Regions from separate parts of the Sus scrofa genome. Here regions 1, 2 and 3 are each linked to region 4. Evidence: chromatin contacts called from public Hi-C data. All regions are on one chromosome and are shown on one strand. The core of a region is the stretch at or near the end of the contact, and the rest is flanking DNA. Distances in the headings are between cores, read along the strand shown.

The links. A called contact is a pair of places that touch in the nucleus more often than the background predicts.
Region 1: a contact with region 4 is called in a Hi-C map of brain, with 10 times the contacts expected there. The contact joins the enhancer-like site here to the promoter of SPRY2 in region 4. A contact is called at or near these places in 2 of 5 promoter capture datasets (fetal liver and liver), 5 of 47 Hi-C or Micro-C datasets (brain, embryonic fibroblasts, fetal skeletal muscle and 2 more) and 1 of 2 datasets of contacts at active chromatin or transcription factors (skeletal muscle).
Region 2: a contact with region 4 is called in a Hi-C map of embryonic fibroblasts, with 5 times the contacts expected there. The contact joins the enhancer-like site here to the promoter of SPRY2 in region 4. A contact is called at or near these places in 5 of 47 Hi-C or Micro-C datasets (embryonic fibroblasts, fetal skeletal muscle, heart right ventricle and 1 more) and 1 of 2 datasets of contacts at active chromatin or transcription factors (skeletal muscle).
Region 3: a Hi-C map of embryonic fibroblasts shows a contact between it and region 4, with 2.1 times the contacts expected there. The contact joins the enhancer-like site here to the promoter of SPRY2 in region 4. A contact is called at or near these places in 4 of 47 Hi-C or Micro-C datasets (embryonic fibroblasts and fibroblasts) and 2 of 2 datasets of contacts at active chromatin or transcription factors (alveolar macrophages and skeletal muscle).

What each region holds. Positions count from the first base shown.
Region 1 is chr11:52,004,520-52,011,151 of Sscrofa11.1, forward strand. No RefSeq gene overlaps it. Among named protein-coding and RNA genes, the nearest start is that of SPRY2, 150 kb to the right of the region's middle. Within about 2 kb of position 3,227, at least 45 of the 83 cell types and tissues checked have an H3K27ac peak or open chromatin away from gene starts, as enhancers often do. A contact at or near this core is called in brain, fetal liver, fetal skeletal muscle and 2 more, where this site is marked.
Region 2 is chr11:52,023,943-52,030,846 of Sscrofa11.1, forward strand. No RefSeq gene overlaps it. Among named protein-coding and RNA genes, the nearest start is that of SPRY2, 130 kb to the right of the region's middle. Within about 2 kb of position 1,814, at least 11 of the 83 cell types and tissues checked have an H3K27ac peak or open chromatin away from gene starts, as enhancers often do. A contact at or near this core is called in embryonic fibroblasts, fetal skeletal muscle and skeletal muscle, where this site is marked.
Region 3 is chr11:51,943,102-51,950,297 of Sscrofa11.1, forward strand. No RefSeq gene overlaps it. Among named protein-coding and RNA genes, the nearest start is that of SPRY2, 210 kb to the right of the region's middle. Within about 2 kb of position 2,235, at least 15 of the 83 cell types and tissues checked have an H3K27ac peak or open chromatin away from gene starts, as enhancers often do. A contact at or near this core is called in alveolar macrophages and embryonic fibroblasts, where this site is marked.
Region 4 is chr11:52,154,341-52,161,141 of Sscrofa11.1, forward strand. It overlaps SPRY2 (protein sprouty homolog 2), which reads right to left and starts at 4,426. Exons shown (of 2, transcript XM_001927097.5): 1 at 3,921-4,426; 2 at 1-1,151. The coding sequence starts at 1,100. The coding sequence ends at 153.

The DNA.
Region 1 (6,632 bases), core at 1,977-4,476, 150 kb before region 4:
GTTGTTATTGGATCAGGTCCCTGTTCCATCCCACCTGAAGTGATAGGCTGTAGCTCAGCCTTGAAATGATTTGAAAGAAATTTTACTTAAGGGAAGCAATTTAAATATACAGGTTTAATATTTGTAAAAAATATCATTCCTGGGAGTTCCCTGGTGGCCTACTTAACGACTCAGCCTTGTCGCTGCCGTGGCGCAGGTTCTATCCCTGGCCTGGGAACTTCTGCATGCTATGGGCGTGGACAAAAAAAATTATTCCTGTAATAAAAACACGCATAGGCTGAAGCTGAGTTGGCCAAATGCAAGTGCTGTAGACCAGCATAATTGTCCAATATTAAGTCTGAACAAAGAAGAATTGGCCCTCCACCACCAAACATGGCTGTGAGAGTCACAGGAAAGGCACCTGCCGAAACCTCAGCCACAGAGAAATCCTTCAATAAACAGGGGCTGCTCTTGTGATCGCCACTGCTTTCTTCTCTGGCCCCAGGTTTTATCTCTTTTACTTCCCTTCCAAGGTACCTCGTGTCTTCTGCTCCAATAACGGAAGTGGGGTTTGACCATGCAGAAGTAGGATTGGGTCAGATGACCCAGAAAGAGTGAGACCAATAATCAGGGGAACTGGAAAGTGAGTGTTCATTCATTAGGAGAAGGAAAATAAGAGGGTTGATGGGAACCTCAGGTTACGGTACAAAAAGGATATCCTCGACTCTCCCTTCATTTTCTTTGCTCACTCTGTGGTAGAACATTTTCATCCTTCCCTAGAAATTCCAACTTTGAATTTTCTAGAGAAGAAAACAATGTCGTATCTTTAGATAAGTTTACCTTTAGAATTTCTTTTAGAATTCTCCGTCTCATTGGATTTCACTTTCCGTTTTTATGTTTCAATATTATACATTATGCTACTGAAAGCATTTTTGCCTGTAAAAAGTGAATAATTCTCTTTTATGACTATAGAATTTGAGATAACTGGTCCTCCGGACTTTACTGGGTACACATGTTTGGTTTGTTACCTGATAAAATGAGGATAAAAATACTTAAATTGTTGTGAGGGTTAAATTAAATATCTGAGTGTATATAAAGCTTAGCACATTAAATATGTGCTAAAAAATGTTCATTTACTTTCCTCTTCATACAGTAGTTACTCAATATAAGTGTTTCTACTAACTGCAAATGACTTGACTCCCAAAAAAGGTAGCGACATATTAGTATTTCTTCAAATCCACAGTCCAAATTTTGGGTATCTTGCAGACTTTCCTAGATATTTAAAAGAAAATCTGGAAAGGAGACACAACCGTAAGATTTAGTACTTCGCAAATACAATATGCCTGAGTATTTCGGATTTGCTTTCTCAGGAAGTTCTGACTGAATAACTAGATGTATGGAAGGCTATTAACATTCAGCTTGGATTCTGCAAAGAGAAACAGCATTCAAAATTTCCTTCTCAATTATCTTTCTCCATTACGTCTATTCTGAGGCAAGAGAAAAAATCTAGGTAGGCTGGATTTTATTCTAGAAAGAGACTCTTTTCTGTTCTTCAGTGTGAGTCTCAGAGGGATCACAACTAAAGGCAATTTAGAGGAATCCTGTTTGGAAAGAGCTGAATCCCAGGCTTTGGGAACAGGGAGCTTCTGCCCCCATGGACAGAGCTACTGCAGGATTTTAACCCTTTGTGAGCATTGTTCTGGGAAGAGGGAAAGGACATGCCTTACACAAGAAGGCGTGTTGCCGATTTGAAGTGAATTCAGTGCCATCTTTCTCTGCAAACACTCACAGCATAACTTTAATTCCAGATTAAACCAGAGAAAGGCAGAGGCATTGTTGGTGAGACACAGTGGAGTTACTGTTCAGAATGTCTCATGGCTCCGAGGCTGATTCGGAGGAAAATGGGTCCAGCTTCTGGACCCAGAAAAGATAATGATCATCCAAAAGTAGTTCCAGATTGTGCCCCATAAACAAAATGCATCTAAATGCAGGTACTGTGAGAAGTGGAGGTGGGGAGGGGGCTAATGGCAAAGTTACGCCTCCACTTTTTAATTCCTCTTGACATCTGAAGGTGGTTGGTCAATGAGGGCTCGTGCATTTGGAAAGGGCGTTAGCGGGTTAAGTACATTAGAAGGCTCCAGGATCAGGACTGATTCTCTTCTAGTTCTGTGGAAAATTCAATTGCCAGAATGTGCATTTTAAAGGCAAAAGTTAATGAGTTAACCATGAGAATAATAGCAGAGAATTTTTCCCTTCCATTTTTATTAAAAACAGATCAAGTATAATTTTTAATAAATAAATACGCCTTCCATTTTTATTAAAAACAGATCAAGTATAATTTTTAATAAATAAATATGCCTCAAAAATAGAGCCAATATGGCTTTTAGCGTGAACTTAGACTTACTTCCAAACTGCCCTATGTTCATTAAAGTTGCAAAAAATAAGCCTTTGGCAGCTTTAAGATTAGGTATAGGAAAAGATCAAATAACAAGACAGACCATCATTATGCTAAAATGTTGGCTGAAAATAGTAAGAAGCAAAATTCTACATATGGTTAAGGTCTTAACAATCTATTTTTAAAGATGCTGGAAGGAAATATACAAAGTGTTCATGATGGTTGCCTTCAAGTGGTGGGATGATGGTTGAACTTTTCAGCCTTATATTCCTACTTCTATATGTCGTATCATCTACATGTTTTATTTTTACAATCCGGAGAGGGGGGGAAGAAAACAAACCTTCAATGATATCATCATATAGCAATATCAGAATGCCTACTTCTGTTTTGGTAGAGGTGACATTCACATCGCAAGGTTCTGGCCACCATTCTCTTTCCTCTTACATGCTAAATTCATCAAATCATGCCAAGGAATGTCTTATTCCTCATTAATCCCAATGAGAATTTTAGTTTGAAACAAGGAGTTCTGATTTTTCTTTTTCTCCATCCTAACACAGCATTTGTGCTTTTTCTAGACTCCAAATGAGATGCCTTCAACAAACCAATTTCCGAGGCGGTAGAACAACAGCCTCCATAGAGCCCCAAGCCAGCAGCGTCGCTGTTACTTTAAGAGTAGCATGCCGCCTCCCCCTCACACCCACATACTGGTCCTCTCTTTGCACAGCAAGTGCCAAGCGGTGACATCTACTATAGTTTCTAGGACACGATGGTCTCTGCTATACAGGGGGAAAAGGGAGAGAAAGAAGGCGGGTGGTGAGGGAGAGGGAGCACAAATCCAGCTATGTTCCCAGAGGATGAGTCACTTCCTCGCAATAATCCTGAGATGCTGTTTATGGCTGTGCTGCTGATAGGCAGCCCAGCTCGGTTTCTCAGCAGAGCTGCGGGCTGCAGCCTCCCCCCTGGCTGTCCATTAATCACGAGGGGCTGTTACCAGTGTACACAGAGTGGGAGTTCTGCCTCCGAGTGGCCTCTAGGCTGTCTCCAGCTCAATGAAATGACCCTGTGTGAAAACTTGTTTTATGAGAGATTGGTTTATTTGTAACTAAACTACTTCCTCCGTTATTTGATAAGCTCAAATATTTGCTACTGATAGTCTGAGAGTGTCACATTTATTATCCTCTTTCAGGGGTTGCTTAACTCCTTTGGAACGGACTCCATTAACCCTTGGAGGGGCTGCCGTTGCTTTTAATGGGACCAGCTTCTATTTTCTTTCCAGCGAAGCCAGTGCCATTTTTGAGGCAATCAGCCCGGCTCAGCTATGACATGGGGATCAAAGAGAGGCCTTTCTTTTCCAAAGCAGAATGTAGACAACTGTAGAAAGTGGGGGGGGGGGGGGTCTAGCCAACTCTCTGGGAGAGGGGGTTCTGAAGCCACCACGAAAAGGGAGGAACGCTCTTCCAACCCACTAAGCCTGGACGTGCTCTGCGGATGAGTGTTTCTGAAATCGTGGATTTTCAATATGTCACGATGACCTTCTGCTGTTCCTCAGACCCCCCAGATATCGTGCGGGCAGGCCACGCTGTCTGAAATCCTCTCGCATCCTGCAGTTTGAAACTTGGCCTTTTGGAGTCTGAGCTCATTTGCATTTGGCAGAACTTGATTTCCTGCTTCTACAGAAGGGGGGCGGTGGTGAAAGCCTTTACAGTGCTCTCTCAAAGGGCTCAAAGGGCTTTCGGAACATATTAAACTATGTTTCCAAGAGTTAAATGAACCAGAATGAGGCAGATTTCATTTGCAATGAAAAAGAAATACAGGCTTTGTTACATGCAACACACTTGAAAAACCTAAATGGAAATCTCTCTCCTGACAAACCCACGTTGGGGCTGTTTTTCAGTTTTCTTGCTCTCTGATCGGCTACACAGAGCCCTCAGTGAAGGGAGAAGAGGCTAAGGAAATAACCACTTATGTGTGGCAAAATGTTCCAGCCTTGCAGAGATTTTCCCAAAATCATTAGACCCACCAAAACGCTTTCCATTGGCCGGGCCCACACCTTCCTCATCAGATTTTCCACATTTCTGCGGACTCCAAGTCCTGTCCATCTGCCTTTCCTCAGAGAGCCAGTCATTGGTAGCCAAAAATGTAACCGAGTTTACTCTCATAAACCAGAGATCGCCTCGACTGTCAACCAGAAAAGAAAAAGAGGTTTTCTTAATTCGTTTTTAGAAGGTCAGAACGCGCACCTCTATGCATACCCACCCCCTCCAAAAAGAAGCTGAATTTCATGCAGCTACTTTCTGAGGGTGTGGAGAGGTGAACCTGAAGAGAGCCAGCCAAATCTGCTCCTCCGGAATGGTGACTGGCCACGAGGGCAAAGGTTAATTGCATGTATTCCACCTCTGGTCACTTTTGGGCCCAGTTCTCAGCAGGTGGCCCCCTGGTGTCACTGCCCCAACTGCCTATCAGTGGAACAAAGACAGGCCCTGAGTGATGGTCTGAATTGTCTTCCAGGGTGGATTTGTATTCAGAAATGGTCAACCATTGTGTTGAATAGATTTTTTTTTCTAAAAAAAAAAATGTATTATAGTCGATGTACAATGTTCTGTCTATTTCTGCTGTACAGCAAAGTGACCCAGTTTTATATATATGTGTGTATATATATATATATATTCTTTTTCTCATATTATCGTCCATCATTTCCCATCATAAGTGATTAGATATAGTTCCCTGTGCAATACACCAGGATCTCATTGCTTCTCCACTCCAAATGCAAAAGTTTGCATCTACTAAGCCCAAACTTTTATATTTTAGTGCTCCCATCTTTTCCTTCATCTTGTTTTGTTTGGTTGGTTTCTTACTGTGGTTAAAAAACACGTAACAGGAGATCAACCCTCTTGACAAATTTTTAAGTATATAGTACGGTACCGTTAAGTGCAATGCTGGACAGCAGATGTCTAGAACTTTTTCATCCTCTTGACTGAAATCTTGTACCCTTTGAATACCAGGCAACTCCCGTTTCCCCTCCCCCAGCCCAGCCACCATCGTTCTACTTTCTGCTTCAATGAGTCTGACAATTCTGGGTACCTCCCATATGTGGAATCTTGCATGCAGTGTTTGTCCTTCTGTGACTGGTTTATTTTGCTTAGTGTAATGTTTCCAGGTTCATCCATGTGGTGGCCTGTAACGGGATTTCCTTCTTTATATGGCTGAATAATATTTTATATGTATACATATACAGACATATATAGCAGTTATATCCATTATACCTCATATTTTATTTATCCATTATCTGTCTATGATATTTACGTTGTTCTACCTATTTTGAGTAATGCTGCAATGGATATGGGAGTGCAAATGTCATACATCTGACAAGGGGTTAATATCAAAATATGCAGGGAACTCCTACAACCCAATTGAAAACAAAACAAAACAAACAAACAAAAAAAACGACTAAAAAAATGTGCAAAGACATTTCTCCAAAGAGGACTTATAAATGGGCAACAGGGGAGTTACCCGTTGTCGCTCAGTGGTAACGAACCTAACTAGTATCCATGAGGATGCGGGTTTGATCCCTGGCCTCACTTGGTAAAGGATCCCACGTCGCTGTGGCTGTGGTATAGGCAGGCAGCAGCAACAGCAGCTCCAATTTGACCCCTCACCTGGGAACTTCCATATGCCACAGGGACAACCCTAAAAAGCAAGAACAAACAAACAAAACATGGCCAACAGTGTAGGAAAAATGCCTGACATCACTAATCGTCAAGAAAATACCAATCAAAGCCACAGTGAAATATCACCCCATGCCTGTTAGGAAGGTCATTATGAAGCAACAACAACAAATGGTAATCACAAGGATTGCTGAGGATGTGGAGAAATTGGAAAGCTGTTACATTGTTAGTGGGTATGTGAAATGGTGCAACAACTGTATGGAAGAGTTTTAAAAATTAAAAAAAATAGGACACTATATGATTCGGTAATCTCATTTCTGAGTCTTTATCCAAAAGGATTGAAATCAGGCTCTCAAAGAGATATCTGTGCTCCCAGTTCATTGCAACATCTTGAGATTTTGTTGGCTTGTTTGTTTATTTAGAAATTCTATCCATGAAGACTTCACGTTGTACCAAGTGCAGTGAAGTGATGAGGGGCTGGAGAAGGAATGGAATTGGGTTCAGATGCCTAAGTTTTAGTTGTAGCTCCAGCCTTTACTAGCAATGTGACCTCCAGTAGGTAGCATGAATTCCCGGGGTCTTGATTTCCTCTG
Region 2 (6,904 bases), core at 564-3,063, 130 kb before region 4:
TCATATTTAGTCATCTTAAAAGATTTACTGAATAATGAAATTGAAATAATTTGAAAATGGTTAACATTAATCTTTTCTGTAATGCCTTGTGTCTTGCCCTGAAGAAGGTACAATAGAAATTATGGTCTCCCTTAGATCAGAAAATATACTGCTATTTATGTAACCTAAATTTATGTTTATTTTCTTCGGTAACCCTGTTATGTATAGCTATCTCATTGAGCCAATGATTTCACCCTTTTCCAAATCTTTTTTTTTTTTTTTTCCATTGAACTAATTGGGAATAAGTTCATCTGGAAGTAAGAGAAACCTAACTACAAGTTTATTTGTTTGTTAGTTTTACTTTTCCTTAAATGATTAGAAATCCCGAGGTGATCAGCCCAGGGTGGTTCTAAAAAGCAAAGTCTTGCCTAATGCACATCTCCAAATCAGTGTTTTTGTTAAATGTGCACCCATTCATTAGATCAATAACTTGGAATGTCCTATGTAGGAAATATAAAATCTAACAGTGTTTTAGCTATCGTGAGATGAGGGATTTGAATTTTCAATAGGGAATCAGTACAAAAACAGCATCATAAATGGCTCCCAGGCAAGAAGAAAAATTTCAAAGACAAAGGGGGGAACATGCCATATGTTAGTCTATTCCTTTTTATCAGGAGAATAGACAGTTTCTGGAAGCTCCTCTCAGAAATATCCTGGTCGTATCTCAGAGCCCCAAATGGATGTTATGGCTGCTAGAGCTACAGGAGGGTCCGAGGTGATAATGAATTTTAATTGAGTACATAATCATCCTGAACAAAAATGATTATTTTTTAAGGAAAAAGGAAAGCGTATGGGTTAGGATACAGGCTAAGGTGCTATAATATGATGCCCTTGAACTGTAGTGCTCTAATGGTATAGAATTAAGGAATATTCTAAGGGTGGAGTTATCCCTGCCATCTTCTAATGCCCCATTGCAGACCTAAGACTGCATTCTAGTTGCACCCTCTCTCAGGCATATGGAAAGTGAGAACAGCCTAGAGGAGCACACATCTAGTTATTTTAAGGGTAAACCCACAGAGAGTACCATCCATTGTGTTCCCAGATGATTGGCTAATACTTAGATGGCCATTTATAGCTGCAAGAGAGGCTGGTAATGTAGTGGTTAGCTAGGCATCCATCCATTAATAGCTGAAACTATTAATTTGAAAGAAGGAGAAGATGGGGATTGGGTAGGGCTGGGGGAGGTGCAGCAGGAAGTTTTATCCAAGACACCTCTTTCCCTTTCAGATTCACAGAGATCTCTCAGCCACCTCTAGACAAAAGTATTCAACGATCCAAAATATACTAATTGTGTTCACTCTTAGCTTATGGTTCTCCATCTTCTACAAATAAATAATGAGGAAAGAGTAGGTTTGTTCACGTCTTGTTTCAATCATTAAATGAATACTGAGCGCCAGATCCCCAGCAGGAACGAAGACGCAAAGGGAAGAACAGCACCAAAGATAAGCAGAAACAGTACGCAAGGACACGAAAGGTCAAATAAGCTCAGAGAAGGATAAGATGGTTTGACCAGCTCTCATCGTACAGGACGGCAGCAAGAGAAAAGATTGAAAGGCATGTAGAAACCAGATGTCAGGCTATTAAAGTTGGAATTTATTTCTTTAAACAATGCAAAGCTATGAAAACATTGTGAGAGAAGAACATTATCGGAAATGTGTTTTGGAAGATTACCCTGGCAGCAGGGCAAGCGTTTGCAGCTTCGTGGAGTTGAAGTTGAGCAGGGTTCACAGCATCGCAGTAGTTCATGTGGGAAGGGATGAAGGCTTCACTTGGGAGGAAGAGGGCAGGTGGGGGTGGGGGGCGCCGATGTAGCAACTCACTGGTTCTGAGGCAGCAAGGATCAGGATGGTGTCAATTGGACAAGCTATTCTCTCCGACTGGGGGTCTGGTGCTGAAATTAGCTGGGTGGTAGAAACGCAGAGAGAAGACCGTGTATGGGTTAGATTCATTTTGAACTTAAGTTTGAGGTCTCATGGGACGGCTGTACAGTAACTATGATATGTGACTAATAAAACTGAGCATTTTGTGCTCTGCAACAGTTTGTACTACAGATATTCTCATATTGTTCTGGGAAACTCTCCCAACGCAACATTTGGCTGCAGTCATTGTAAGCCCTTGAGAGTCGTTCAGGAAATTCCATGCGCTTATGACTCTACTTTGAAAGAGCACACCCAGGAAAAGACATGAGGAGTTATGATGCACTTTGTAGAGTCAGGACTATGCTATGCTAACAGGAGGCCTAAAGAAGCCTGGAGCCCTCTAGGGACTTGCTCTAGGAAACACCAGATGTGCGGCTAGATTTCAGGGCCAGTACAAATGTAACGGCTGACCTGAAACTTGCACCCAGCAATATAGGATAGAGGAACAAGCCATTAAAGAGAGAGAGAAGGAGTGGGGGGAGAAAGGAAGGAAGGAAATAAGGAAGGAAAGAGAGAAAGAGGGAGGGAGGGAAGGAGGGAGAAAGAAAGAATGGAAGGAAGGATGGATGGAGTCCCAATTGTGGCGCAGCAGAAACGAATCCAACTAGTAATTGTGAGGTTGTGGGTTCGATCCCTGGCCTTGCTCAGTGGGTTAAGGATCCAGCGTTGCCGTGGGCTGTGGTGTAGCTCACAGATGCAGCTCAGATCCCGCGTTGCGGTGGCTGTGGCATAGGCCTGCAGTTGTAGCTCTGATTCGACCCCTAGCCTGGGAACCGCCACATGCTGCGGGTGTGGCCCTAAGAAGCCAAATAAAAGGAAGGAAGGAAGGACGGAAGGGAAAAAGAAAGAAAGGAAGGAAGAAGAAGAAGAAGAGGAAGGAAGGAAGAAAAGAAAGAAAGAAGAAAGATGGGGGAGAGAGGAAGGAAGGTAGGAAGAAAGGAAGGAAGGAAAGGAGGGAGAAATCAGAAGTGAAATCAAGAAGCAACGAAAAAGCCAGCAGAGTCTCTAAGAACAGTGGGTAGTTCTGTAATAATATGGCATCAAATGTCATTAAGTTAAAGACTCACGAATCATCAATTATTCCGTCATGAGATGCTGGTCTTTTGAGACCTAGTCTCTAAAAGGCAGGGACATAAAAGCATACCTAGTGGACGATAACTCCAGGGAAATCTAATCTTCACCCTCTTGTCTTCATACACCCGATCTGTCCACATCCCCCCTCTAGGCCCTGATATATCGTCCAGCCTCCTCTTTTTTTCCTTTTCCTTTCCAAGGTAGCCGATTCTTTTCCCCTCAAATCATATGGAAGTTCCCAGGCTACACTGTAGGTGCAGCAACACCCAATCCTTAACCCACTGCGCCACAGCAGCAACTCCACTAATGCAGCCATTTCCTGACCTCTGTTTCAGCTCATCCTAGGTCTGTTTTGTCTGGTTTGCTGCATTTGGAGGACCTTGCTGGAACTGACCTCTAGTTACACTCTGAAACTGTTCTCTTGAAAAGTACTCCCAAGGCCACCTGGGGCGTGGTCCTGCCAGGCCTGGCAGTCCCCCTTGCCACTTGTGCTTCTGTGCCAGCCGAGGTGGAGGCAGCTTGTACTAGCCAGCTTGCGCTTGGATGCCTGCGCGCTTCAGTTTTTAAGGGTTGTCACCTCTATGTTTGGAAAGAATGTTGTCAGAAAGGTATTAGAGTCACATCGTATAGTTAGATTCATCACCAAGAAGTCTGCGGAGCATCTTTGCTCTATCTTTTTTTTTTGGCTTTTTAGGGCCTCACCCACAGCACCTGGAGATTCCCAGGCTAGGGTTCAATAGTTGCTGGCCTACGCCACAGCCATAGCATAGCACCGCAGGATCCGAGCCATGCTGCGACCTGTACCACAGCTCACGGCAATAGCAGATCCTTAACCTACTGAGCTAGGCCAGGGATCGAACCTGCGTCCTCATAGATGCTAGTCAGATTCGTTAACCACTGAGCTATGGCGGGAACTCCTACTCTTCATCTATCTTATTCAGCACGTGTTGTAATGAACAGGCATCCAGGAATGGCGTTGGGCAATGAGACTGCATTTGGGGACAGACACAGCAGCTGCCCTCAAAGAGATTTTAATCTCATAAGAACGTCTATTACAACATATGCTGTAAATTTCTATGATAGGCATTTACACAGAGATTGTCTCATCTTGTTGATCATGTCTGTATTTATATTTGTATGTATATACCCAGATATCCAACAATAGAGCCCATTAAAAATTCATTGTCACCAATAAATTAGCTATATTAGTTATAATTAATTATAAAAATTTGATAAAGGAAAAAAGTCCACATAGGCCACTTTCTATTAACTATATTTGTATTGGACACATGTATTTGCTAATAAAACATGTGGGGACTACAGCAATGACTGGAACAGCCATTTTCAAAGTTTATCTAGGAAACTCTTGGGAGTGAATCTCTCAGTATGTCAGGGGGATTGCAGGGTTGAAACTATCTTCATAATGATACTAAGACTTTTTTCTTTTTATGTTTTCACTATCCTTCTCTCATTAATGTTGGGAGAAGTTTCCCCAATGAGATGGGCTGTTGCAGCAGATGAAATGCAGAAGCAGATATGAGACATTGACTGTTCGCTCAATATTAAAAAGATTTTTCAAATATGTAAAACAATATCACTACATTTTTTCATTGCACTTTGGCTTTAGAGACCGATTATTTTCTGGTAAAGACATTATTGATTTGAGCATGTAATAGATTTTTAGAATGAATTACTAAGTGAAAACTTTCAATTTTTTCTCAGCTGCAATTTCTAATGGTCTAACTACTGGTAGATGTAACTCACATAATCAAAAGTGCTTTGGGGTTCTTGATAATTTTAAACATGGAACAAACAGTTTGAGAACTGCTGCCCTAGAGCAGTTAATAGCTATCAGACCTATAGAGAATTACTCTGCTTTTCTGGCCAAGCAAAGATACGAGTCAGGAAGTTTAGAATAGGAAATAAAAATATGTAAATAAAATATATACTAGAGAATTACCCCTAACATCATTGAGTGAGGAAAGCATTGTTTTCACTTAAGGGAAAGAGAGAGATTGAAACTATATTTCTTCTTGGCAATCTAAAGAGCTTCAAGGAGAAATTGAGGACTAAATTCATTTGACCCTCAGAAAGTCAATAACTATATATCTGAGTTTATATCTACTTCCTAGGAACAACAGTACAAGTTAACCTGAGAAGGTTCCAGAATATGTAGTTGGAAACAAATGCATATTCCTTTAAGTTCAGTAGTCAAAGGGCAAATAAGATGTCAATGCTGACCCACCAGGCAAAGCCTCAGTGAAATGCTTTTTGATGTGAACAATAACTCTATTGTAATTAATACAATTGCTGCATATATTCTTTTCTCAATTTATGGGCACAGATTCTTTGGAGTCAAAGGGATTTCAGTGCATGCGTCAAGGGAGTATGATAGCCTGGAGTGTGAATAAGTATTGATCAAATTTTTACAAAGGGCTCTGTAATTTGAAAAAAAAAAATGTATGTCAATTTGCAATTTTATATTTCAAATTAAGAACTTTATTCTCACATATCCAAGGTAGAAAATGTTGCACATTCTTTTGAAATGAGTCTGTGGATTAACAGCATTCAGGAAAATGCTATGTGCATCATCCTCCTATTTGTTCCCAAGAAATCAACAAACAGAAACTGCTCTTACATGAGACAGATATTTCCTATAAAATTCCTAAATAATCAAAGTTTATATTAAACACCATCTTGCCATTCAAATAGTACTTTAAGCCCAGGGGAAAACTCATACATGTATATTCATAACAGATAAATTTGTAACAACTAAAAACAGCAAATAATATACATGTCCATTGACAGGTGAATAGATAAAAGGTGCATCCATATGGTGGAATACTTCTCAGCAAGAAAAAGAAATGAATCATTGTTACAACAAATGAATAACTCTGAGAATGGTCACGCTGTTGCATGAAGAAGCCAGAGGCAAATAATACATACCGTATGATTTCATTTATGTAAATTACTAGAAAACACAAACAAATCTGTTGGGACAGAAAGCAGATTGGAATTTGCAGGGTAGGGCGGGGAGGAGGGAAGGATGAGCAGGAGGATGGATGGCTGCAAAGGGGGAGGGGGCCTTTGGGAGGAATGAAAATGTCCTGTAATTTGATGGTGGCAGTGATTTCACAGGTGTATATATGCCATCAAACCGCCCATTTAAATGGGTCCAATTTATTGAACATAAATTATCTCTCTAAAGTTGATTTTTTTTCAATGCACTGTAACACAAATAACCACACTTGATCATCTCCATAATCTTGTGACATGGTAGAGAAAATTGTGAACTTGCTTTGTGAACAAGGAAACGGGAGATCAAGAGATGCAAGGACTACAGAGTTCCCGTTGCGGCTCAGCGGTGACAAACCTGACCAGTATCCATGATGATGTGGGTTTGATCCTTGGCCCCACTTAGTGAGCTGAGGATCCAGTGTTGCTGTGAGCTGTGGTATAGATCATAGACATGGCTCTGAGCCAGCATGGGTGTGGCCTTAAAAAAGGAAAAAACTAAATAACAGAAAAATAATCTTAGCAAAGAGAAAGAAATGTAAACGCCCAGGCATGCATACATCTATCTTTTGCACCCTTTTCTCTCTAGTTTCTAGCATAGTGCCTGGCACAGAGTATGCACTCAAGAAACATTTCTTGAATAAACTGATTGAATAAGCCACCCTAACAAATGGCCAGAGCAGATGGCTCTAGACTGCTGGATGGCAGCACATTAAGGTAACATACTTGCTGCATGGCTTTCTTCCAAAACTAAGGAAATAGAAAATGAATGTGGTTTCATGACTCAATATCTCTTTTGACCGAATATGCCATGGCATGGCTGAATCCAGTTCAAAACCAAAAGTTTTAATCTCCGT
Region 3 (7,196 bases), core at 985-3,484, 210 kb before region 4:
CTTCAGGATATTCCCTAGATACTCCGAATCTCATCCAAGAGCCTCTTGGAGGGTATCATGGATGCCAGAGTAAAGATTTCTAGAGGTCGATCAGTGATAGCTTTATCTTTGCAGAGAACATTTCATTCTAAAGGCCAGCTTCCATCTACAGAATGCCACTTTTTTGGCACTTCAACAATTGCATTAGATTCCCCATTGAGATGAGCAGAAGTGAGAGTACTCAGTTGGTGCCAGGTTGGCTTTGCAAAATTTCAGGTTAGGCAAAGTCATGCGGGACAGAATACAAAGCAACACAATTGCCCCCCCCCCCCCCCAATCCTTTTCCTGTACTGGAGTGACTCCAGATACACCCAACTTCTCTAAGGCTCAGCCCTAGTCTTAACTAAAGTTATTAAAAATTCTCAAGAACCACACCATGTTCATAGCTTCCAGGGAGAAGTAAATTACCATCAAACTTTGGGTGGATAGAGAGCCTTTAAAAAGGATCCAGTGGCCAAATATAATTTTTCCACTGGACTCATCCAAAGAATAAGGAAATGTGTGTCTTCTTAGCTCCTTAGCTGGTACACATCAAATATACGGAGTGTGAAAACCTTGGAGGCTGTGGAACCTCCTACCAGCCAGATTACACTGGAAGAGAGTCCCATTATACTAACTCTCCCTCGAAAACTTTGCACTACCTCGCTTTCATGGGACAGTATCCAGGATAAGCAGGGAAACATTTTCCCCCTGATTTTATCTAAGTTTGCTCAAGGAACTGAAATCATCATGTCCTGAGCCACATGCCACGTGCAGGGGCTCTGCCTAGCACACAGAAAACTCTTAAGGAATCGTTATTTAGTGACTTGCCATTTGCAAGCCTGTGGAATCCAGATGCCCGCAGGTAGGAGTGGAGAGGTTTTTCCAGCCTGACCGTATCAGCCCGTCTCACCACAAGAACCTTCTGTTTTGGCTGACATCCCTTCTATCAGACTCAGGCGGTTCTTTATGGCCACGTTCGAGTTTAACGGGTCTGGCTTACATTCTACAAGTGTTGATCTCATTCACAAGCGCCTCTCCTCACATCCAGTGGCTAAACTGCTTTGTACTCATGCTTATTCTTCAGAGGAGGTGGGATAGTTGGACACTGGAGGGCATAAATTCTAGAAGTTTAACTTCAGCTTCAAAATTCATGATAAGGAAGAGAACCACAGGCACTAGCACACAGCAGAGGAAAAAAATCGATCAAGTGGGGTCGATGAAGTGAGGCTGTGGGAGGCAATTAAACAATAAAGTTCTAACAGTCTTAGAACTTTTCTGGTGAATTAAGCAAAGGTTTTAGTAATTACCTTTTTCTCCCTGTGAGGCGTGGGTTGCTGTAAGCTATAGTACTGTGGCAAAAAAAAAAAAAAAAAAAAAAAAAAAAAAAAACAAAACTTGGTTAAGAGGAAAACAGTTTTAAAATTTCTCTTCGAACCCAGCCCACTGGAATTATGAAAGCAGCCTCAGTGAGATAGACGTGCAGGCCTCTAGCTTCAGAGCTGTAGGAAAAGGAATGACTTCGCTTACTGGAAACTCATATTTGCGTTGGACAACATGATTATTTGAACTGGATGGAGGACGGAGAGGTGCATCTTAACTTTATCAAACACATCACAGACGTCATTTTAAATTCATCCACTCAGGGCCGTTTTGGGGGGGGGTGTTAATACATATGTATATATATACTTAAATACGTTTTAAAAATGACCTTTAAGCTCCTTACGAAGTCCAAGAATAATTTCTTTGCAAGTCAAAGACTGACACCTGCTCTAGTCCATTGTTGATTATTTTTTTTAAGTAATTTAAGTATAGAGATCTGTGATGACAGCGTGCCTTCCTACTCTGTTCTTGCGTAGGTAAAGAGAATCAGAAACCCGCTGAAAAAGATATCCGCCCTCCCCCACGCCACCCCCCGCCACCCGCGGAGGTAAAAGCGGCTGGACAGGGTCCATCTAAAACATATGGGGTAGTTACATTCTTTGGGACGTCAAAATTATTTAGTTTAGGTGACTTGGCTGGTGATTTTGAAAATTACTCAGTGAAAGGTGAATGAATCATCCTCCTCCCAGTAAAACGAGCTCCGTGTTTTAGAGGCTTGCTTTTCTGAGTTCTCGCCTTCCGTTTTTATCTGCTAGGTGGAGAGGGAGTCGTGCTCACTGATCCCCACGGACTCTTCCTGGCGCAGCTCGTTTCCTCGCAGGAAGCGCTGCCGATTCACTCCGCGGGCATCACGCTCCATCCCCGGGGCGGCTGCCCTGCAGCTCCGAGCGCTAGCGAGCCGGGTGGGGGAGTGGGGGGCGCGGTGGAGGCGTTTCCGTTCTATTTCTATTTTGGTTTCTCCCACTGACTGGCTGCTCAGCTGTTCATGAGTCACCTTAACCTCAAAATCTGTCATTAAGACAGAAATAATGATACCTCTTTTTCTCTGCCTTATATGAATTGCATGAAGATGTTATTCATATTTCTGAAATACATGTGAGAATTAGTCAAGGTTGGGTATAAGGACAAGTATGATGCAGTTGTTCTTAAGCCACGATGAGGATGCTTTTTTCATTTAGACTTTGAGAATTGACTGTGCTGAAAAATTATGAATGAGGAGAGTTCCTAACACGGATTAAATTTGACCGACTGGATCAAGGATATATGTAATTTGAATAACATATGGCATTAGAACTTATTTATTAGGAGTTCCCGTCGTGGCGCAGTGGTTAACGAATCTGACTAGGAACCATGAGGTTGCGGGTTCGGTCCCTGCCCTTGCTCAGTGGGTTAACGATCCGGCGTTGCCGTGAGCTGTGGTGTAGGTTGCAGACGCGGCTCGGATCCCGCGTTGCTGTGGCTCTGGCGTAGGCCAGTGGCTACAGCTCCAATTCGACCCCTAGCCTGGGAACCTCCATATGCTGCGGGAGCGGCCCAAAGAAATAGCAAAAAGACAAAAGAAAAAAAAAAAAAAAAGAACTTATTTATTAAAACATCATTTAATAAAATGTTATCAAGCATCCTGGCGCTGAATTGGACACTAGGAATACCTGTAGCAGCATCCAAACGCTGTGGCGGGAATCCCAAACCCTTAGCCTCCGTCCTTTTATCATGTTGCTCTGCTGCTCTCAACAAAGGCTGCCTCATCACTGGTTTCTGGCTCTTAACCTTGTCCCTGAGGTGGAGGTGGGGGGGCTTTTCTCTTAGTGCTTTATTTTTTCTACCCAAGAATTATTCAGAGAGAAGTGAAATTATAATTGCCACAACTCTTTTATCTCATTTAGGAGAAATAAAATTAATAAATTAAATTATTCTTCTAGCTAGTTTACTGACCAATATATAAAGCTCTTTTTGATTCTTGCTTGCCATCTGAGCCCTAAACACACTAAGTAGTTTCTTTCTTTCTTTCTTTTTTTTTTTTTTTTTTTTTGCTTTTCAGAGCACATTCTACCCCATGGTTCCTAGTCAGATTCATTTCTGCTGCACCAGAACAGGAATTCCAGTTTCCCTTTCTTTAGCCCCGGGATAAATTTCATAATAATATTTTGTGCAAAGTCCACATATACAGTGGACATTTTCTTCTTCTTTCTCATTTCTTAAATTAAGATGAATTTTAAAAAATCTGTACAAGGACATGATTAAAATTAGATTTCTTGGAGTTCCCGTTGTGGCTCAGTGGTTAGCGAATCCGACTAGGAACCATGACGTTGAGGGTTCGATCCCTGGCCTTGCTCAGTGGGTTGGGGATCCGGCATTGCTGGGAGCTGTGGTGTAGGTCGCAGAGGCAGCTCGGATCCCGAGCTCTGGCGTAGGCCGGCGGCAACAGCTCTGATCAGACCCCTAGCCTGGGAACCTCCATATGCTGCAGAAGCAGCCCAAGAAATGGCAAATAAATAAATAATAAATAAATAAAATTAGATTTCTTAATCATTAGATAATTCTTGCTTTCTGATTCACAAAATTTTGCATACTCCTTTGAGCACTCTTTTTTTTTTCTTTACACTTCACAGCTTCTTTGTTCCCGTCATACAAAGTGATCCTAAATGATGCTAAAGTCTCTGATTGCTCCCTAACCCCCATTCCTCAGCTCTCCAATTAAACCCAATCAGAAGGCTCCGTTGAATTGTAGATGTTGGAACAACACTTTATTTGTCAAGGGAAATTGAAAGAGCACTATTTCATAGGTCAGATTAGTCAATGGCAAATTAACCTTGTTTAATCTTGTTCTGATCTAGCAGCTAGGCTTCTGACCTGTCCCAGTGACCAAGTGTCCCCTTCGTCACCAGTATCTGAATATCAGACCCGTCCCTGAATATCTACCTGGATAGCTTACTCTTCCTTCCCAATTATCATCATTTCTCTTGTCCATTCTCTTACGTCTAGTCAGCCCTCCATATCCGTGTTCAGTTGAATCGCAGATACAGAACTCACAGATATGGAGGGCTGACTGTACTGTGCCATTTTATATGAGGGACTTGAGCATCCACAGATTATGTTATCAGTGGGGGTCCTGGACCCAATAGCCCATGCTACCAAAGGAGGGCTGTACCGGCTTCCCATCCACTGCCTCGCATTTGTTCAATGGTTGCTACTCCCTGTTTACTCGGTCTTCCTAAAGCAAACTGTCATCCTTCCCAACTGTCTCTTATGCTTCTGTTTCCTCCATTATCATGTTTTCACTGGCTTTCTCCTGAGATAGCATCTCTGATAGCACCTCCCTCGTAGCGAGGATCAGGAGTCTTCTGTTACCTGCCACCATAGTATTTTAGTAGTAGGAATATTGGAAATTACTGTGAATATTAATCAGATTGTTTTTACATAACTCAACTTTTAAGTACTACTTCTGAGACTCCATTAGAAGGAAATGCAAAACCACAGAGGAAAAAAAAAAAGTTCAGGAGTTCCCTTCATGGCTCAATGTTTATGGAAACCAACAAGGATCCATAAGGATGCAGGTGCGATCCCTGGCCTCGATCACTGGGTTAAGGATCCAGCATTGCTGTGAGCTGTGTAGGTCACAGACGCAGCTCAGATCCCGAGTTGCTGTGGCTGTGGTGTAGGCTGGCAGCTACAGCTCCAATTCAACCCCTAGCCTGGGAAACTCCATATGCTGTGGGTGTGGCCCTAAAAAAAAAAAAAAAAAAGAAGTTCATAAAGATGCTCAGTGTTCCTATTTGTAATGGGAAAATAATTAGAAAATACCAGCAACAAAGGAATGTTTAAGGATAATGAATCATCTGATGGACCTAATGCAAATGAGAAAGTGCTATAATAATATAGAAACATCTTTACACTAAATTTTAATATCTAATTTAAGTAAACTTAATTTAATTTAACTTAGTGGTAACTTTTAAAAAGTGGGATTTACTTCTTTTTGGTCTAGTATTGGCTTCCATGCATAAGTTAAAAAAAAAAAAAAAAACCTGATCACAAAATTCGTTTTTGTTTTTTTTAAACTTAGGCGTGAAGCCAATACTAGACCAAAAACAAGTAATATAAACATGGGTGACTGGCTTTCTGTTACACAGATAACCTTCTTTTAATTTTTCTGCCTCTTCTAAATTTTTTCTAGTGGTTGGTGTGATTAACAGCCTCTAAGATGAACGCTGGTCATTCCTGCTTCTGGAATGCAGGACTTTCTATAATCCCCTCTTCCTGAATGCGGGCAGGACTTGCTTCTAAGCAATAGAATATAGTCAAGATACTGAACTGTCACTTTCATAATTAGATCACAAAAGATTGTGACTTGCATCTTGCTAGCAGACTTTCTCTGTTACCCTCCTGTCTTCAATGCTTTGATGAACAAGTTACCATGTGGGAGAAGCCTGTTGCACTGGAACCTGAGAGCAGCCTCCAGTCAACAGCCAGTAAGGGACAGGGGGCCTCAGTCCAAATGCTGTGAGGAAACAAATGCTGCCATAACCACTGACTGAAGTTCAAAGTGGATCCTCCCTCAGTCAAGCCTTCAGATGAGGCTACAAACCCTGGACTGAGGTTTTGGTTGGAGCCTTCTTAGAAGACATGAAACAGAGGATCCCGCTAGTCTGTGTCCAGATTCCCAACCACTCCAAAACTGAGATAATATATGTTTGTGGTTTTAGACTACTAAGTTTTGGGGTAATTTGCTGCGTGGCAATAAATGATGAGCACATGAAGATATTATTTTGATCATCATAGCAGTGAACTTTCTTTTTTTAAAAAAGACATTCATGGACTGGGAGTTTGTGGTTGGTAGATGCAAACTATTACATTTAGAATGGATAAGCAATAGGGTCCTACTATACAGCAAAGGAAACTATATCCAGTCTCTTGGGATGGACCATGAGGGAAGATGATATGAGACAAAGAATATATATGTGTATATATATATGTGTGTGTGTGTGTGTGTGTGTGTATACTGGGTCACTATGCTGTAGAGCAGAAATTGACACAACATTGTAGATCAACTATACTCTAATTTTTTTTTTTTTTAAAAAGGACATTCAAATAAAAAATGTCTTTGAGATGCTAACCTTATGAATGCTTCCTGTACAATTACCCTTAGAAGCCGAGCTCTTGCCCTGGGCAGGAAGGGAAGGGAAACCGTGGGTGTCCTCACTGCATAGCACAGTGAGGACACCCACGGTCCTCACGTATTTGCACAAGCTCACAGGGGTAAGGATCATTGTGGAAGCTTTGGCACTGGGGTTTTTTATCCTTCTGCTCTCCCAGAAGACAGAGTGATCTGGAAGGAAGAGCACACCTTCTGGAATTAGTAACCTGCCTACAGAAATAGTTGCCTTAATTGTATTTGGGAGAAGTCTTCAATTTCCTGTAAGAAAAGCAACCCCTACCCCTCAGGAAAGAAGGAAAATGAGATACTGTGGTGCTGAAGCTTTCTTTCCTCCACCCCCTAAGGGGTGATGATGGAATTAAAAGGCGCTAATGCAGCCGGTGTGCTATTACCTCCGTGAGGAGGCTGTGCGGAGGAGCCTGTCAGGAGGGGTGACTCTTCACTCTCTCTCTCTCTCTCTCTCTCTCTCTCTCTGGGGCCTCACGCCCCCAGGGTGCACCTGAGAACTGCCTTTGAGAACTATTCACTGCAGTGGAGGGGGCACAGAATATTCCTCCTTGACCACCGAATCCTTTAGCCAGTCTTACCAAGAGAGGAGCTATTACAGTTTGGAAGAGCAGTAAGACATTACATCCAGGTGGAC
Region 4 (6,801 bases), core at 3,176-5,675:
ATTTCACTGCAAACAGCAAAGGATATTCCAACCCTCTATGAACAGTGCCAAGATTATAACTGTTGAGCTGGTTGCATATGTGTGTGTTAAAAAACAAAAACAAAAAAAAAAGGGAACCATCCTTATTACTGCAATATTCCTGATTAAGGATGCTATGTCGGTTTCTCAAAGTTCCTGGGTGGGACAGTGGGAACTCTGCAGCAAACTGTGTTTGAATTTTTACAGCGGCATCCAGGCCTGTTCACCCGGTCATAACACCCCTGGCACAATTTAAGGCAACCCTTGGCTGGCAGGTAACACCATAAGCAAGGCAAAAAGAGGGACATGACACCCATGGCCGACCAACGGGTACAACAGTGAGACTGGCTGCAAGAACACGGGTTGTCGGCACAGTTGTCCTCGTCATCGTTAGAACAGTGATAGAACAGACCTTTGACACAGCACACGCAGGTCCCATAGTCAATGACGTTCTGGGCTGAGCAAAGGCACTGCTTGTCGCAGATCCAGTCTGATGGCAGAGGCCTCGGGTAGGTGCACTCCTTACACTTGCACTTGCCGCAGTCCTCACACCTGTAGGCGTGCAGCCCCAAATCCTCCTTGCTCAGTGGCTTAAGCTCACCTGGCTTGAGCTCAGATTTGGGCTGCACCCGGATTATCCCGTCAGCCACGGGCCCCGAGGAGAAGGATGATCCCAACAGCCTCTGTTCCGAGGAATTGCTGCTGGTACTTGTCCTCGTACTGCTCCGAGACCCCGAGCTGACAGTGCTGATGGACCTGGACAGGGAGGCCCTCACAGAAACGTGGGCCTGCGAGTGCTGGAGCCGGGGAGGCTGGCGGTGCTCGGGCAGACCGTTGAGTCTCTCGTGTTTGTGCTGAGCAGAGGGGCGAGGGGCAGGCTTGAGCCCGGGTCTGGGGACCACAGTGGGTCCCTCTGTGTACTCATTGGTGTTTCGGATGGCTCTGATCTGATCCAGAGACAGCACGTGTACCTGCTGGGTGAGGGCATCTCTGGGGTCGGGCTCCCCACGCTGCCTGCCACCGTCACGGGGTGCCTGCAGCAAGGGCTGCGACCCGCTGCCACTCTGAGCTCTGGCCTCCATCAGGTCTTGGAAGTGTGGTCACTCCAGCAGGCTTAGAACACATCTGAATTCCTGTGGGAGCCAAGAGGAAAGAGAGGGTTTACACTCCGGGATACTTCCCACTCTCCACCCACCTGACTTAACTCTTCACTCCCCACTTCCCCTAGAGAAACAGCATTGGAATGGAGCAGCTGTCTAGGGCAGGTATTGGGATCGCCATCTGAACCCAAAAGAAAAAATATGGCCAGGTGCTGACAATTCTTTATTCTAATGATATGCAGTGACACAAAGCAGTGACCTTTGTTTCAATCATATAAGCAACTTACTCAGTTCAGGTTCCATGGAAAAATTGTGGCAAAGTAATGTTGGAATACAACATTGATACTGACATTTTCAAAAGCTGAATAACACCTTTTCAAATTCTGAAATAAGCTTACATTTAACATGGTCACTTCTGCCTTAAGCAGCAATAAACACAGCCAAGAAATTCTTGGTTCTTTTACATCAAACACCTAGAACTACGGTTTATCTAACTTTATAAAATGCCATAGGATGACTACGATATGCAAAAAAGTAAATACCCCTCCAAGGGATAGTTACACATTTTATACAATAATCAAGCACTATCATTAACTATAGAGTAACACAAAGTTTAGAACTAAAAACCTATCAATTCAAATCCTGCTAAGTGCCAGGAACACAATAAAGCAAATTTACATCATGAGCAACAAAAAGACAGGAACTTATTTTCAACTTCCCAACAACTTGTGACTCACATATTTTACAACCTGATAGATAGCCTAGGAGAACATCTTAAATTATGTAACTAAAAGACTGTTCTCCCTGTTTTAGATATGAATTATGTCCAAATCTCAACTGCTCTGCCCATTTCCAAAAACCTAGTGAGAACATAAACCGATTGGTGATAACAAGAAGTGTTCTAAAAACTCAAATGTCACGTCTCAGATCTATCATCCTGACAAGTAACCCCTTAAATGACCCTCCCTCTATAAATTTCAAAACTACCATCCTCTTTGCCAAGTCTGCAAAAGTGGACTTTCACCCAGTGTCTGCTTTTTAGAAAAAGAGACACAGGCAGGTGACACACACCTTCCACTTTGGAAAAAAAGCTGGCAACTGGATCTCAGTTCCAACAGAAAGGCAGACAAGACAGCGTTGCTCTTTGCTTTTACTCCGGCTACAGGCTCTATCTGCGCCCCAACACCGTCCCCAGCAGGTGGGTCACATTCGGAGCCCCGGGGCTAAGCTGCCCACCCCACCCCCCCGCGCCTCGGAAGGGGAGTGCCCTGAAATGCTAGGGCACGCTTCCCCCTCCTTTCCTCCGCTGCCAGAATCTCCCCCACCCCAGAGAACTGCCTGGCAGCTTTATGTGGGAGCCGCTCCACCCTCCGGCGGAGGTCACGCAGCCCATGGCAGGACGTTCCCTCCAAAGCCCTCGACCTTCGGGCACCGGTTTCCAGACCCGCACTGCGAGGTAGAAAGCCGTGCCTTGGACACACAGCCAGGATACCGAGGTCTAATCCTAGCACCACGGGCGACTCTACCTGCGCTGACCGAAGGGGCAGTGCCTGCAATCTGCAAATACCCATGTATTAAAAATATACACACATAGTCACATATGAATATGTTTCTTAGAGTCAAAGAAAAATTGCTTTAAAAAAGAAGACATTTTCCAGGAACCCACTGCACCCCCCCACCCCCGGGCATGCAAGACCCAGATCCCTAGGCTGGAAACTTTCCGCGCAGATTTGTTTGAGGGGGAAAGTAGCATCTTTGGGGATATTTACCAAACTGATTTTCCTGATCCCTGGCCTCCTTCACAGACCCCCGCCTCCCTCACCGCCCCCCGCTTTTGAAAGAGCTTTGAAACCCCCATTAAGAACAGTGTGTGATTAGATTTAGGATTAGGGAGAAAAGACTTCAGCACAAGGGTGGGGCGAGCCGACACAGTGACCGCTTTGTAAAAACGCACAAGATTCCAAATTAAAAAATAGCAGCAACAACAAAGTTGATCAACTCATCAAAGGAAAGGGGAAAAAAAATAGCTAGCCTCTTTTAATACCTCTTTTCAGGGAATGGAAAACGCTCGCGACTGTTTTAGGACTTTCTTCCTCTGCTGGGTCAGCCCAATCTTCCAAAAATAAAAAAAGCGTGACCCAGGCAGACCACGGCGAACGGAAAAAAGAGAGAGCTGCACTTCCGAACCGCAGAGACGCGGCGCCACGCTGGGCGACGCTCCCACCCGCCCTCTGCTCGCCTCTGTCCACACCGCGCAGAGAACCCCCTCCCAACCCGGCACCCTGTCCCTTTTTCACCCGCGGGGTCTCGCTGCCCCCGTGAGGCGAGCCCTCGGTCCCGCCGGCGTCCCTGCCCTGAGACAGCCTCTCCCAGGACTCGCTTTCCCCGAAGAGGAACAGGTTAGAAATGCGGGCGCCTGCAACAGCGACCTGGAAAACACAAAGTGCTTTCCCTCTCCCTCCCGCTCTCAGCGCCCAATTCGCGGCCAGTGCACCGCCCGGAGCCGACTCCCGGCGAGCAGTCGGCCACCCCAACCCCCCCAGGGCGCGGGCGCTTAGGGCGGTGGGTCCAGGGACCCCGTGCCAGCCGCGCACTGCAGCCCCCGCCGGGGCAGGCCGAGCCCCAGGCGAGCCAGATCAGCGGGCAGCTCCGGGGATCCCTGCGGGGAACCTGTGGAGTTAGAAAAAGGGAGGCCGGAGGAGAGACAGACCCCACTCCTGGTCCGGCTGCACCTACTCCATGTTGCCCACAATGCGCCGGCCACGGCGCCAGGAGGGGAAGAGCCAGCCAAACGCGCCTCACCGTGATCTCGGCTTTGCACCAACCCCTCTCCGTTGGATTCTCTTCTTCCTGCGATGTGCAAATAAATCCAGCCCCGATGCAAACTTTTTCCCCTTTCCTTCCAAACTCTGCTTCCGTCCAACTTCCGAGCAACCGGCGGGACAAGAAAAGGAGAGGAAATCCGGAGCCAAGTCCCCAGCCGATGAACACTGCGGGGTTCGGGGCTGGAGGCGACCCCCCTTCTGGAAGCGCACGCGGAGTATTTCCTCTTTTTTTCTCAATGAACTGGAGGCCGAAGCGCCAACGGCTTGTCTTTTCCTGGCAGATGAACGAATGAGAAAAGAGGCCTTACAGAGAACCTAAAGCCAGATGGTCAAGTCCTGCAGCCGCGTCCGCGTCGGAGCGGAGGCGGCGCGGGGACGCGGGGCGGCGGGCCGGGCCGGGCGGGCGCGGGGGCCTGGGCGCTGCGCGCTCCGCCGGCCCCTCTCCTCCGCTCGCGCTGCGGCGCGCAGCTCTCGGCAGTGCAGACTGGGCGTTGTGGAGGCGCGGCGGCGAGGCCGAGGCGGGGTGGTGGGTGCGAAGGAGGCGGAGGAGAAGGAGGAGGAGGAGGAGGCGGAGGGTCTGGGGCCTGACCGGGGGGGCTCGTTGTTGGCCTGCGCCCTAGCCTTTCCGGAGGAGGCAGGGAGCTCTGCGGCGGCCGCGGCAGCAGTAAATGGCGTCATGTGGATCCGAGGCGGAACAGAGCAGTTGTTGTCCCAGAGGATATATCGCATCCGGTCCCAGCTCATTGGCTCCGCGGGGCTACATTCACTCACACTCCAGCGCCCGCCAGCGCTCCGAGCCGCTGGAGGCATTCAAAAGGGCAACCACGCCGCCCCGCGCGTCCCCAGGCCGGTCCTACCGCCCCGGCGCCGTCACGCGGGGTGCCCGCGGGGCCGGGCTGGGCACGGCGGGGTCAGTTTATCTAGTTTCAAGGAAACACTGACCTTAAGGTTTCCCCAGAGGCCACGAGGACGAGCCGTGGCTCCCGCTGATTTGGGGAACTTTCTCCCCGCCACTAGGAAAAGGGAATGAACCTTAAAAACGAATCCGGGCCAGGCAGCGTTAGCATTAAAAACAGCAAGTTGCAGGTTTTGCGACTTTATGCGGAATCCATTGCAAGCCCACCTCTCCCCTTTTCTGTTCCCCCTCGAGGGGGCGACGGGGAGAGAAGAAGGGGGAGGGGAAGGGGAGAGGGAAGTGAGGTGGGAGGGCTATTGGTTTATTCTTTGTCTACTGGATTAACCCGATTATACACCAGGCACCAGCACAAACCGCCTCCCCCACCTCAGAGCCGCGTACGGGAGGAACGGAATGCAGATTCGTGTTTCAAGTACCTTCTGCTCTTGCCGGGATTTGCTTTTGATTACGTCGATTTGTAGTTTTTCGTTTAACATTAGACTTTATTTTTGAAGAGGGAGCGAGCTACGGATGGAGGCTTTTTTGAAGCTCTTCCTTACTGTTTTGTTTGACGCTATAGCCGAAGGAAATGCTACAATCTAGGCCTCTTTACAATTAGTTTATTCAGTCATACACACAGACGCGATTACTAAGGGCGACATCGCTGGCTTCTGAAATGGGAGGGGGGCCCGCTGTTTTACTGCATCTTTCCTCCTCCACTTAACCAAGAAGAGTCATCCTTCATTGCCAACTCTCCTTGTCACGTAGATCATTTCTCGAAGAAGATCCTATTGTCCTTTTTGAAGGTGGTCTGTACTTTCCTACTTAAAAAATAGATTATAATACAAAGAGAGAAAATGCATACATCAGCACTGTGCCGACTGCCGTTCATTTACTAAGAAAGGTTGCACGTGGGAGCACCAGTGGGGAGTTAACACCCCCCCTCCTCGACCCACTCCTACTACTGCCGTTCATTTACTAAGAAACGTTGCACGTGGGAGCATCAGTGGGGAGTTAACACCCCTCCCTCCCCGACCCACTCCTAATACTGGATTCTAATGATTTACAGAAAGGTTTTACTTTACAGGGAAGTACGGTCAAAGCTCCCGAAGAGCACCTGCGAGGGTTAGAGTTCTTGAAACACTGCTAGGAAAACGTGGTGCTAGATTCCCCGGGTCCGGCTCCATCCCACATCCGTTTACAGCTACCCTGGCACTCGCTGCCTTCTCCCAGGCTCTCGTTCTAGAACGTCCCGGCGCGTTCCCGGCCGCGCTATGCTCTCGGCCTGCCTTCTCCATGTTTCTCCAGCGCTCTCCCTCGTCAACCGGGGTTTGGAACCAGAGGTGGCAAGGGAAGTGGCACGCGTTATTTCCGGGCGCTGGCCTACGTCCCCCCCCCCCCGCCCCACGCCACCCCTCCGGCGAGGGTGGACAGGGCTACATCCGCCTGCTCAGCGGCGCCCGAGGGGGCTGCAGACACTGGACGACCCGACCCGGGCTCCCCAGCCCGGGCCGCTCTCCCAACACTGGAGTCTTTCGAGCCTCGGAGGAGCGCAGGCGCCGCTGCGCTCCCAGCCCGTCCGGCCACCAGGGGGCGCCCGCCCGGCGCGGGGCTGGAGCTGCTTTCTTCCCCAGGACTGGACGAGGGCCGGCGGAGTTGCTTTCCAAGATGTACCCAGGGCCGGCTGTTTCCCAGTGAATAAAAAGACATTTATAATGTAAGTGCAACGGCAGGTGGCTTTCCTTACCATCTCCTCGACACATTCCGTTTGAATATGAGGTGAGGCACCCAGGGGCAGAGGAACCCCAGTTTTTAGTGAGCGGACGGAGTTGGAGGCCAAAGCCAGGGTGTGCAAGGCTGGCGGGAACACGCTGCCTGAGTCTGGCAGAACACGTGAAAGAAAACTTCTCTTGGCTTCCTCACACCCCTGCACCCAATGGCTGCTTTGTAAGGAGCCCTTGCG